Regions from separate parts of the Mus musculus genome. Here region 2 is linked to region 1. Evidence: chromatin contacts called from public Hi-C data. All regions are on one chromosome and are shown on one strand. Each heading gives the region's core, a stretch centred on a gene start, on an enhancer-like site or on the middle of the called end of the contact. The rest is flanking DNA. Distances are from core to core; before and after follow the strand shown. Region 1 overlaps Ass1 (argininosuccinate synthetase 1). Region 2 overlaps Fubp3 (far upstream element (FUSE) binding protein 3).

Region 1 (4,948 bases), core at 744-3,243:
GTTTCATGTGTTTCTCTCTTTTTTTCCCTTTTTCCCCCTGCCTGGAAAAATGGCTAGGTATCTACGAGACCCCAGCAGGGACCATCCTTTACCACGCTCATTTAGACATAGAGGCCTTCACGATGGATCGGGAAGTACGCAAAATCAAGCAGGGCCTGGGCCTCAAATTCGCAGAGCTCGTATACACAGGTATGTCCGAGTCCCAGCCGCCCCTGGCACTCCACCCCCAGTGACGCTCCACCCCCAGGGCCCCTAGGACTCAGACCTTCACTTTCATCAATTATGCCTTCCTCCCATCTAGCCCCACCCACTAGCATCCTCTTCAGAACTCTCAAGTACACATGGAAGGTTGGACCAGGGGTGAGGGACAGAGGAAGGGACAGTGGGGTGGCCTTTTTGTGAGTGCCAAGGGAGACATGGAAGCCTCCAAAGTTGTTTAGTTGTATCCATTACAGTGTCAAAAGAAGGACTATGAGTCATTCCCAGTGTTAGCCAGACTGAATTCAGTAGGAACCCAGTACTTGGCAAAGATATAGGGCTCCAGACAACCTGCGTGGTTCCCACAAACCTCCCTGGTGGTCTAAGTTTCCTTCTACAGATGAGGAAATGAGCTGGGAGCCTGTAGGGAGGTGGGAGTGAGGGCTGGCTTGGGCCCTGTTAATCCTTCCAGAAGACACTGCTTACTAACCTTCAAAAGGGCATGCGCAGAGAAGCACATGCGTGCCCTGAGCAGTTCTGCTCCGGGACCCAGACTTTATATACAGTCTTCGTAGTGGGAATCAGGGGCCCTAAGCCCCAGTCCCTGATCAGACCTGGCTTGGTGCCCATTTTTCTGCCACTTGTGAACTAAGAATCATTTTAAGCTTTTTTTTTTTTTTTTTAATGATTGGAAAGGAAACCAAACTTTCATGACATGGAAATTATGTGAAATTCAACACAGCCCTCATGTCCCTGTAGTCCCTTTGGGCTGCAGTGGCAGGGCAGAGTTGATTTAGCAGAAACCTGAAGGCATACACAACCTACAACAGTGGCAACATATGCCTCTATCCCAGCATTCTTGATCCCTACAAGTTTAAGGCAATCCTGGGCTACACAATGAGACCCTGTCTTTAAAAAAGACCAAAGCAGTGCTATCATACACCTATAAGCCAGGCACACACAGGCACTCGTGCACGCACGCGCGCACACACACATACACACACAGGCATGCACACATACACACACACACACACACACACATATGCACTTGTTCACACTCATTTATAGGAGACATTTTCTGACCTTGTCTATAATATTTGCACCTCCTTAGTTTGGACGATTTTGTCAGGCAGCCTCTCAGAAAACAGGCTGTTGCTGCCAACAGCCAACCTTGGCAGTTTTGTGGGCCGGAAGTCTGAGTGTCTGGATAGATGTCAGTCATAGCCACCTGGCTGAGGCCTCTGGCCACGCCTGTCCCCATCCCCATCCTCCCAGGCCTGCTGGAATCCATCCCAGCCTTGGCTGGCACTCTATCCTCCTGCCATTGTTCTCAGCGTTGAAGTGCAATCCCCCCTCTCCAGGTACAGACAGGTGTTTAAATATCATGGCTTCCTACTGGCTCGGCAGGACTCCGGTGCTTAAAGGTGGATTCTGGTTACAAAGTGGGATTGACATTAAGACATGGCAGGGCGTAGGGGAGAGGAGAGAGCACCTGGCTTGAGTGCCCAGGAGGCATCCCGAGGGCTGAGCCTGGCAGAGGACAGTGGGCGGGCTTCCGGGATCCCACAGTGTCAGCATCTCTCACTGTCTGCTGTCTTTTTGGCACTGGACTAGGCACCTGATGGGTGTTACCTAACCTTAGCTGCACAGAGATGGGGAAACTGAGGTCCAGGCAAAGATACTTTATCAGAGGTCTTGTGGCTAAGTTACAAAGGTTGAACCTGACACAGGCAGGCTTCAAAAGTCACTCCCACAGGACCTGGGAAGCTGTTAGAAAGGATTGATTGGGGGCGGGGGGGGGGGGTGCCATGACACGCCCAGGAAGCCTTGGCTACAGGCACAGTGCCTAGGTTGAGTCCCTGCTCTGTCAGCCAGCAATGAGCCCTGCAAATCCCAAAATGAGGCTGAGCGATTAGGAGCTTTCAAAGGAAATAAAACCTTGGAGCAGAGAGAGGAACAAGGCAGGGAGCAAGACTTAGACCAGGTCGTTATTGCTAACATTAACTCTGCCATATCCAGGTGTCCACAGAGGTCAGAGCCAGCCCTCTGGCTGTCCAGAGTGCTCTTGATTGGCCCCTTGCTGGAAGGAGGCATATTGCAGACCCAGCCTGGCTGGATGCTGCCGCTCCTCTCCCTTCTCCTCAGCTGTCCCATCTAAAGAGTGGAAATGGCCACTCCGAGGCATGGGTGTACCATGCATCTGGAACAGCGCCAGCGACTACTAACTAACTGAGACCTGGCGTGATTTCCAGTGTGGGCGCTGAGAGGCTTTGCCTCTGCTTGGCTTTATGGTCTTAGGTAAATCTGTTTCCTCCCTGGGCCTCAGTTTCCCCTCCTGTAAATCCCAAGGGCTCTAGGGCTAAGACGTGCTAGGGTCTATTCCCTTCCCACTAAGCACCCCGGTTCACAACCCATCACTCTACCTTAGAGCTACCCTTTTAGCTTTTCTGTGGTCTCAGGGCACAAATGGGGAGGTTGGGACACAGAGAAGCCTTCCTAGGTTCATAGGCTTCCAGGACACTGTCCCTGACTCTGCCTGATCATCTCCCTCTATTCCCCTTTTCCTGATTTCCCTACTGGCTCTACGGAGTTCAGTGAGACGCTCTTCCCGGTCAGCCCAGCAGGACTCCAGCTTCAGGACCCTGAAGGCGCCTGACGAACATTTTATTTAGTAGCTGTACCTCACCTAGTTAACACGCCTCCTCCCGCCTGTCCTCAACATGAAAATGGGTGTAGTGTATAACTCTAGCAGACACTTGTTCCAATCAGAACAGAGGCCTGTATGCTGGGCTTGGGCCAGGGGAGCCCTCTGTAGCTCAGCCCCAAGCCCCACCCCCTGTGCACCGCAGGCCTGAACATGCACGATCTCTCCTGTGCCATGGGACCAGGCTGCTGGCCCATTTCAGGCCAGGTCCACTAGGGAAAGAAACTTGAGCCTAAGACCCCTGTGGGCTAGAGAAACAGATCTCAGATAAAGCCAGGGCCAGGGCTCTGAGACTGATCTCTGCCCTTCCTATCAACAGCTCCATCTCCACCTGCCTTCCAGCCTGGGAGGATAATGGACTAATTATCCCAACTGAGAAAATCAAAGAGCAGGCAGGACACAGGGATGGGGGTGTGTGTGAGGGGGGTAGGGATGCAGGGCGGGGAGGGTGATTGATGTCCCCTCCCAAAGAGACCAGTGGCGTTTTAAAGTCCTTGGTTTAGAAGTGTTCCATCAGATCTGAATCCTGCCATGGTCCTGCTGTGTGACTTTGTACATGTTCTTTGCTTCTCTGGGCCTTTCTCCTGGTTTACAGTAAGGGGCCGTCAGAGGTCATAGTGTTGGAACAGCAGAGTTAAGTGCTCACTGAATCCACATATCCCTGCAGAGCAGTTAAGTAATCATATCTTGCTATGCGCGTGCGCACACACACACACACACAAGACTGAGCCCATCCCTTCTCTGTGGTGCCTCTCCAGGCCTCTAACAGTAGCTGGGCCTTGCTAACCTACCCTCTTATCAGGGTAGGAGATCACAGACCATCTGGCCCCACAGCTGCCCGGGTGGGCTCACCTTCCTGGCTCTTTCAAAAACCTTCTGCCTGGCCTGCCCCTCCCCCAACCCTGACTATGGCCACCTGCTGCTGTCCCTTGGATTCTGGGGCCCTTGCTCTCTCCTAAAGGAAAGGCTGTCTGTCCAAGGATGTTGGGCTATAGGGGGAGGAAGTGTGCTTCCTCAGTGCTGTGTGCAAATAGAGGATGCTCCGGTCATATAAAGGAAAGCACCTATCATGACAGGAAATAGTCACTGACCCTCAGCTCCCACTCACAGACTGGGTCAGCTTGGACAAACTGCTTGCTCTGTTGACTCTCCTCTTCCTCCTCCATTGGAGTATAGGGTCACGGGGCAGAGAGAGTAGTTCAGGGCCTACCCAGGACACCATCCAAAGCAGTCCCGCATACCCAGTGCTTGTTGGGTACAAGGGCTTCACTCAGCACTGCTGCATTATTTTGCAGGAATGGAAACAGCTGTAGGCCCCAGAGCCCCATAGCCTGTCTGACCACAAACCAGGCTGGCCTTTCTGGGTGCCCTCATTGCTTAGCCTCATGGCATGTGCCTCTGAGCCCTATCCAAGATCTCCTATCTTCGTTAGCAAAATGGAGCCCTCTTGGGTGAGGGTCAGGGTCTTCCCATAACTCCTGTGTATGCCTGTGCATGAAGAAGGGGTATGCCTTCCTTCTGACCTTTATGCCTTTGGGGACAAGGAGGTCATTTTTTGCAAGATGGTGGGATGGGGACACAAGAGTGTGTTCCTCAGCTCACAAGTGAGTAAGGCAGAACCGAGCCTATCAGAAGGTAAGGCCTGGGCTCTGCTCCTGCAACCCCATCCTTCCTGGGCCCTGGCCTAAGGCCATCCAAAACACATTCATTGTTTCTTCCTGCAGGTTTCTGGCACAGCCCTGAATGTGAATTTGTTCGCCACTGTATCCAGAAGTCCCAGGAGCGGGTAGAAGGGAAGGTGCAGGTGTCTGTCTTCAAGGGCCAAGTGTACATCCTCGGTCGGGAGTCTCCACTTTCACTCTACAATGAAGAGCTGGTGAGGTAGGCTCCCTGTGCCTCAGCCCATCTGGGCTTGTCTGGGCATCTTTCCCAGCACATTTTTGCTGATCTCATGTCAAGCTCTTTGTGAGAAGACAGTGAGATGTTTATGATGGACATACTTCTGTAATGTCATGGAACCTACAAGCCAGGTGGGAAGAAAAGTGT
Region 2 (4,948 bases), core at 618-3,117, 110 kb after region 1:
TGGGCATCTGCCGCGGCTCTTCCCCGAAATCAGTGTGAGAGAAACCTGTTTGTTACAGAGATTTTTAGATTTGCAAACCTTTTGATGAAGACCTTTGTTTTGTTCTGTGAAACACTATATTTAGATTAACAGAAATTTTCTAAAAATTGGGAAAATTAGTTACTAAACATTGCTGGTAATTTTTACGTCATGATTTCTTTGTAAATGTGTGAGCTCCGGGGCTCTTGGAGCGAAACCTGCAAGCTCGGGTGCCCAAGCTCTCCTCGGAGCCTGGCATTTCATCACACGATGGCTTTGTCTTGTGTCTTTTTAGTTACAGTTTGGGGTGGGTTTGTTGTTGTTGTTGTTGTTGTTGTTGTTGGGTTTTTGGTTTTGGTTTTTGTTTTCCCTTTTTTTTTTTTTTTTTTCTGTTACAACAGAAAAAATGGCTTGGAAGTCTTAGGTGGTAATGTAACAAATTCTTTAAAAATTTTTGAAGCAGTATTTAAATATTCGTAAATGTAAATTCATTGTGTTTCACCTCTAATTTCTTGTATCTTGGCTGTCTGGTTTTATTGCATTTTTTAAAAAAAACTGAACTATTATGTATTGTAATTAATGATGTGAATTTTGAACTGAGACGGGTCCTTGTGTTGCGGGAGGGTCATTTGTGGGTTATGTCATTTCTAGCGTTTTGATGGTGATGCAGAGACGCGGTCTGCCTTCGTGTAAGCTGCTCGTCTCCATTATCCAGGGCAGTTGTGTGTCTAAGACCTCCAAGCTGGTTTTAAAAACAAAAAGCCTTTCTCTATTCTCAGAAATATAAATACTGTTATTTTTAATATTAAAAAGAAATTCAATATAACTTTTAACAAACACTGTGGACATTAAACCATATAAAAAAATGTAGTAACTATTTTTTAATTCCAGGGTGTTTTTGCTTTTTTTCCTTAAATATTTTCTTAATATTTGTCAAATTAACTAGATAAATAAATAAATCTAGTATTAACAACAGTATGAGTTAAATAATTTTGATTTAATAAAAGGGATACTATGATTTCCAATGTTTACTGTAGTGTATCTGTACAGATAACATGTATTTTTAAAGGAAACACGGAGTTGAAGCTATTTTTTCCTGCATTTTGGATTGACCTGAGGAACATTCCGTTTGAAACGTGCTCGTTACGGTTTGCCGTTCTTGTTTTCCTTATGATGCTTGAAATGTCTAACTATTAAAAAGGCATTGGAAATGTTATGCATGTTGTTTTTTAAAGATGTTCTTTTTATTTGACTGACAATTCATTTTACACTCTATATAATAAAATTTCCACAAGATGTCTTGTGGGCAAAGTGTTCTTAGTCTGTTTTGTTTGCTGGCCCCTGTCTCTTGCCCTGCCTAGCTGATAATGGCTCTGCATCAGCCCAACTCTTTGATATACACAGCCTCTGGGGACTTCTGAAGTAAAGTTCGTTTTATGTGGCAGCTTTACACTTGACCCTTTGACTTAAGGCCACACTAAGGACCGGCCTTCACAGTGACAGCATCTGAGCGAGAACAGTCCTGCTTGGTCCTGAGAAAGGTGTGGTCCCTGAGGAAGCCAATGGGTCAGCACCCCACTGAGCTGAGACCCTCCCCACCCCCCACTCTGAGGTGGCATGTTCTCACCTAAAAGCACACCAGCCCTGCCCTGTGTGTGCGCGCGCCTAGGCGGTCTCCCTGCCTGTGGCACCCTCAAGGCCCACTCACCCATGCCAAGAGTCATAAATGGCGCAGGCTTGCGGGAGGATGCATTTTCTTAAATGTATCGGTAAGTACAGATTAGCGTTTGTCCCCAGTGAAATCTTCCCAGCAGGCCCAGGTAGGACTCTGAGACTGCAGCAGATGCATCCCTTTTGTTCTGAGAAAACAAGAATACAACCCCACCTACCGCAGGCCTACCACAGGGCCCAGAGGGGGAAAGGCAGCCTTGCTGGCTGTTTTCTATCTCTGTTTGAAAGCAACTGGTTTGAAATTTAGTTTCTTACCAGGGCATCTGCCTGGCTCAGCCTTCACCCTGTACTTACATACTATGGAATTGTCCCAGTGTAGTCAGTCACCAGTCCTTGCTCAGAACCCTCTTCCTGGTGTGTGTTTGTATATATCGAAAGAGAAATAGTAGACCCATTAGAGTGTGTGTGTGTGTGTGTGTGTGTGTGTGTGTGAACATACAACAGGCCCATTACGATAACGTGCATGTGTTTGTGTGCCTTGTCTCCACCACACACTTGAGAATGAGAGACACATCTGTGGATCCTTTAGCCCAAAATGGTATGGAGAATGTCCCATCTGGGCCACACTGAGGCCTGTTGAGAGCCGGAAGACAAAAAGGAGATGTGGCATCTTTAACTACACCTCTAGAGAATCGAGTTTGACATTGAGAAATTGAATAGTGAAAGCCACTGGGGAGGGGGAGGGCCAGCCACAAGGGCAGCAGCGCTGATGGCAGTAATGCAAGTTGGAGAGGGCATTACAGGGAAGACTTCCTTCTAATTCATCTTCCATGCTCAGTGCCAAAACAGCATTTGGCATGGCTCACAGGGAGCAATTGTGTGATAATGAACCCTAAGGTGTCCCTTAATTGAAGACTGAGCATTGCGGTTTGTGCCAAGAGTCATAAATGGCGCAGGCTTGCGGGAGGATGCATTTTCTTAAATGTATCGGTAAGTACAGATTAGCGTTTGTCCCCAGTGAAATGCCGTACTATAAATTATGGAAATCTCTCTTTCCCTCTGATGCAATCTTCTGTTGGGGGGTGGGGTGTGCAGAGCAGCAGGCCGCAGGGGGGAAAGTTTGCAAGCATATGAAATTTGGCCTCTCATTAACATGGCGCCCGCCCTCTGAAGATGGTTTCCATCAGCAGTCTGTCGTCCTGGAAGGCTAAAGTGCTTGAAATGTACCAGGTTCAGCGGTTGTGTTCCATTAAGAAAGCTGCATGGTCATCATGGAGGGCAGTATGTGTTTGGCGAGGTAGGAGTGGGTGGTGCCTGGTCTGTCTTCAGAGGGCTCCCCCAACACCCACCTTGCCACACCCATGCTGGCTCTGCCCACAATCAGGATTCAGCAGGACTTCCGCTGAACTGAAGCAGCCCCATCCAAATTGGAACTGGAGTGAGGAATTCTCCATCCTCCAAGACATGCACCTCCATAACCGCCCCTGGCCTGTCAAGTAGGAGGCAGTCTTATGCCTCAGTGGGACCATCTTAGATGGTGATCACCCATGTATCTGTCCTATGGCCCCACAGGCATACAGATGGTGTGCTGAAGTGCCCGGACCAAGGGGCACTGGACATGCGGGAGCCCGGCTCCAGCTGGCTCCCGGACTGCTGTTTCCCAGGCCCACTTCCAGCCCTCCAGGGCCCAGCTGGGGTTTAGGTTGAGCTAATGCAATGCAACTGCTCCTGAAGGACTCAGATTAATGGCCAGAAAGTGGTCTGACAATCCCACAGGGGGCTGCTGAGCCAGGGTGCTTGCATGGTTATCTTGGGCTTTGTCTTAAGCCTTTCTCCAAGTTCCAAAAGGGAGTGCTCACCCTTTCCATACTGGACCCAAGGCTGGAAGGTACTGACCTACACCTTGACACAGACTCAAAGGGGCAGGTGCTGTGTGGTCCAAGCCTTCTGTGGTAGGGCCAAGCCCACTACTCACAGAGCAGGTAGTCCCTGGACAGTTGCTGGTGAGGTAGCTGAGGTGGAATGTCCTAGGACAAGAGCAGAAGTCATTTGACATTTACCTCATTAAGATGTATTTGAAATCCTTACCCAATACCTTTGCAGTCATTCATGGATCGAAGTCAGTATGACTGTCCTGTGCCATCTCCCACAGAGCTCAGACAGTATCATTTCTTTCTCTATATCCTGGCTGAGCTTGAACTCAGATCCACCTGCCTCTGCCTTCCGAGTGCCAGGATTAAAGGCGTGCGCCACCACTGTCTGGCTTGTGTGTCATTTTAGACAAGAGTCTGCGTCCCACACGGCCACATTCTTCAGATGTCTGTGCTTTTCGTTGGCGATTGTGCTGTTAAACTCCAAGCACGATAAGCCACAAGCACTGCTTGATAACTCTGAGCATGGGAAGCTGGGTGGGCCTTTAGGCAATAGGTATGGGCATTGGACTGCATGCAGGCCTGAGTAGGTTCTGTGCCTGTGAGCTGGATGTCGGTGGGTCAAAGTTGATACCTACGTACACCTGTAAATATAGACACAGTTCTAAGCATAGATGCTCATCTGTGCTTCCTGACTGCAGATGCAATGTGACCAGCCATCTCATGCTCCTGCCTCCACAGCCTCCCCGCCGTGACGCACTGAATAGATGGAATCAAAGGAGCCTTGCCTTAGGTTGCTTTGGTGAGGGATTGTCACAGCAAGGAGAAAAGGAACACACTTCCAGCCTCAGTGTGACCGACCACCCTGTTCATGAAGTGGGATGAATCCAGCTAAGGTCACCATGGGAAGTGGCAGCTGGTCCTGACCACCATGGTGGCTTTCTGCAAGTGCAGTGGGGGCAAGCTGATCTAAACACAGCACAGAGCTATTCCACCCCACGTCACCCCCGCGCCGAGTCTCAGCAGCCAGCACCTGGAAAAGACCAGCTAGGACAGGATGGCACCCTGCAAGCAGCCAGATTCACACCATAGTAACATGGGTGACAAATGGGCGTGGTTGGTCAAAGCTGCTTCATTCTGATGTGAAGTGACTTTTCTGGAAATCTCACTTCTGGCTCTTCACAAACAAATCTACAACCCTCTGCTGTGTCAGATTATCTGACCATCACTTCCCTGAGAAGCAGGCACCCTAGCCCAGAACTGAAGCTCTCAGCTCTCCAGCCATCTCTCTATCATGGGCTACCATGTTGCTAGCAAACGTCACAAGCCTGGCTCTTGTCCCCACTTCAGTGGAGATTGGTCTAGTGAGTAGAAACAACTCTTGAGTG

The links. Hi-C and Micro-C count contacts between places; a contact is called where the count stands out from the background.
Region 2: a contact with region 1 is called in a Hi-C map of the N1E-115 cell line, with 2.3 times the contacts expected there. The contact joins two enhancer-like sites. A contact is called at or near these places in 9 of 484 Hi-C or Micro-C datasets (the 3T3-L1 cell line, the HPC-7 cell line, the N1E-115 cell line and 4 more), 5 of 115 datasets of contacts at active chromatin or transcription factors (double positive thymocytes, embryonic basal ganglia, embryonic stem cells and 2 more) and 4 of 9 other capture datasets (adipose tissue, embryonic stem cells, liver and 1 more).

What each region holds. Positions count from the first base shown.
Region 1 is chr2:31,510,053-31,515,000 of GRCm38.p6, forward strand. It overlaps Ass1 (argininosuccinate synthetase 1), which reads left to right. Exons shown (of 16, transcript NM_007494.3): 13 at 58-189; 14 at 4,627-4,783. Among named protein-coding and RNA genes, the nearest start is that of Gm32952, 40 kb to the right of the region's middle. Within about 2 kb of position 1,994, at least 12 of the 459 cell types and tissues checked have an H3K27ac peak or open chromatin away from gene starts, as enhancers often do. A contact at or near this core is called in the N1E-115 cell line, where this site is marked.
Region 2 is chr2:31,616,189-31,621,136 of GRCm38.p6, forward strand. It overlaps Fubp3 (far upstream element (FUSE) binding protein 3), which reads left to right. Exons shown (of 18, transcript NM_001033389.4): 18 at 1-1,338. Among named protein-coding and RNA genes, the nearest start is that of Mir6998, 6.2 kb to the left of the region's middle. Within about 2 kb of position 1,868, at least 11 of the 459 cell types and tissues checked have an H3K27ac peak or open chromatin away from gene starts, as enhancers often do. A contact at or near this core is called in the N1E-115 cell line, where this site is marked.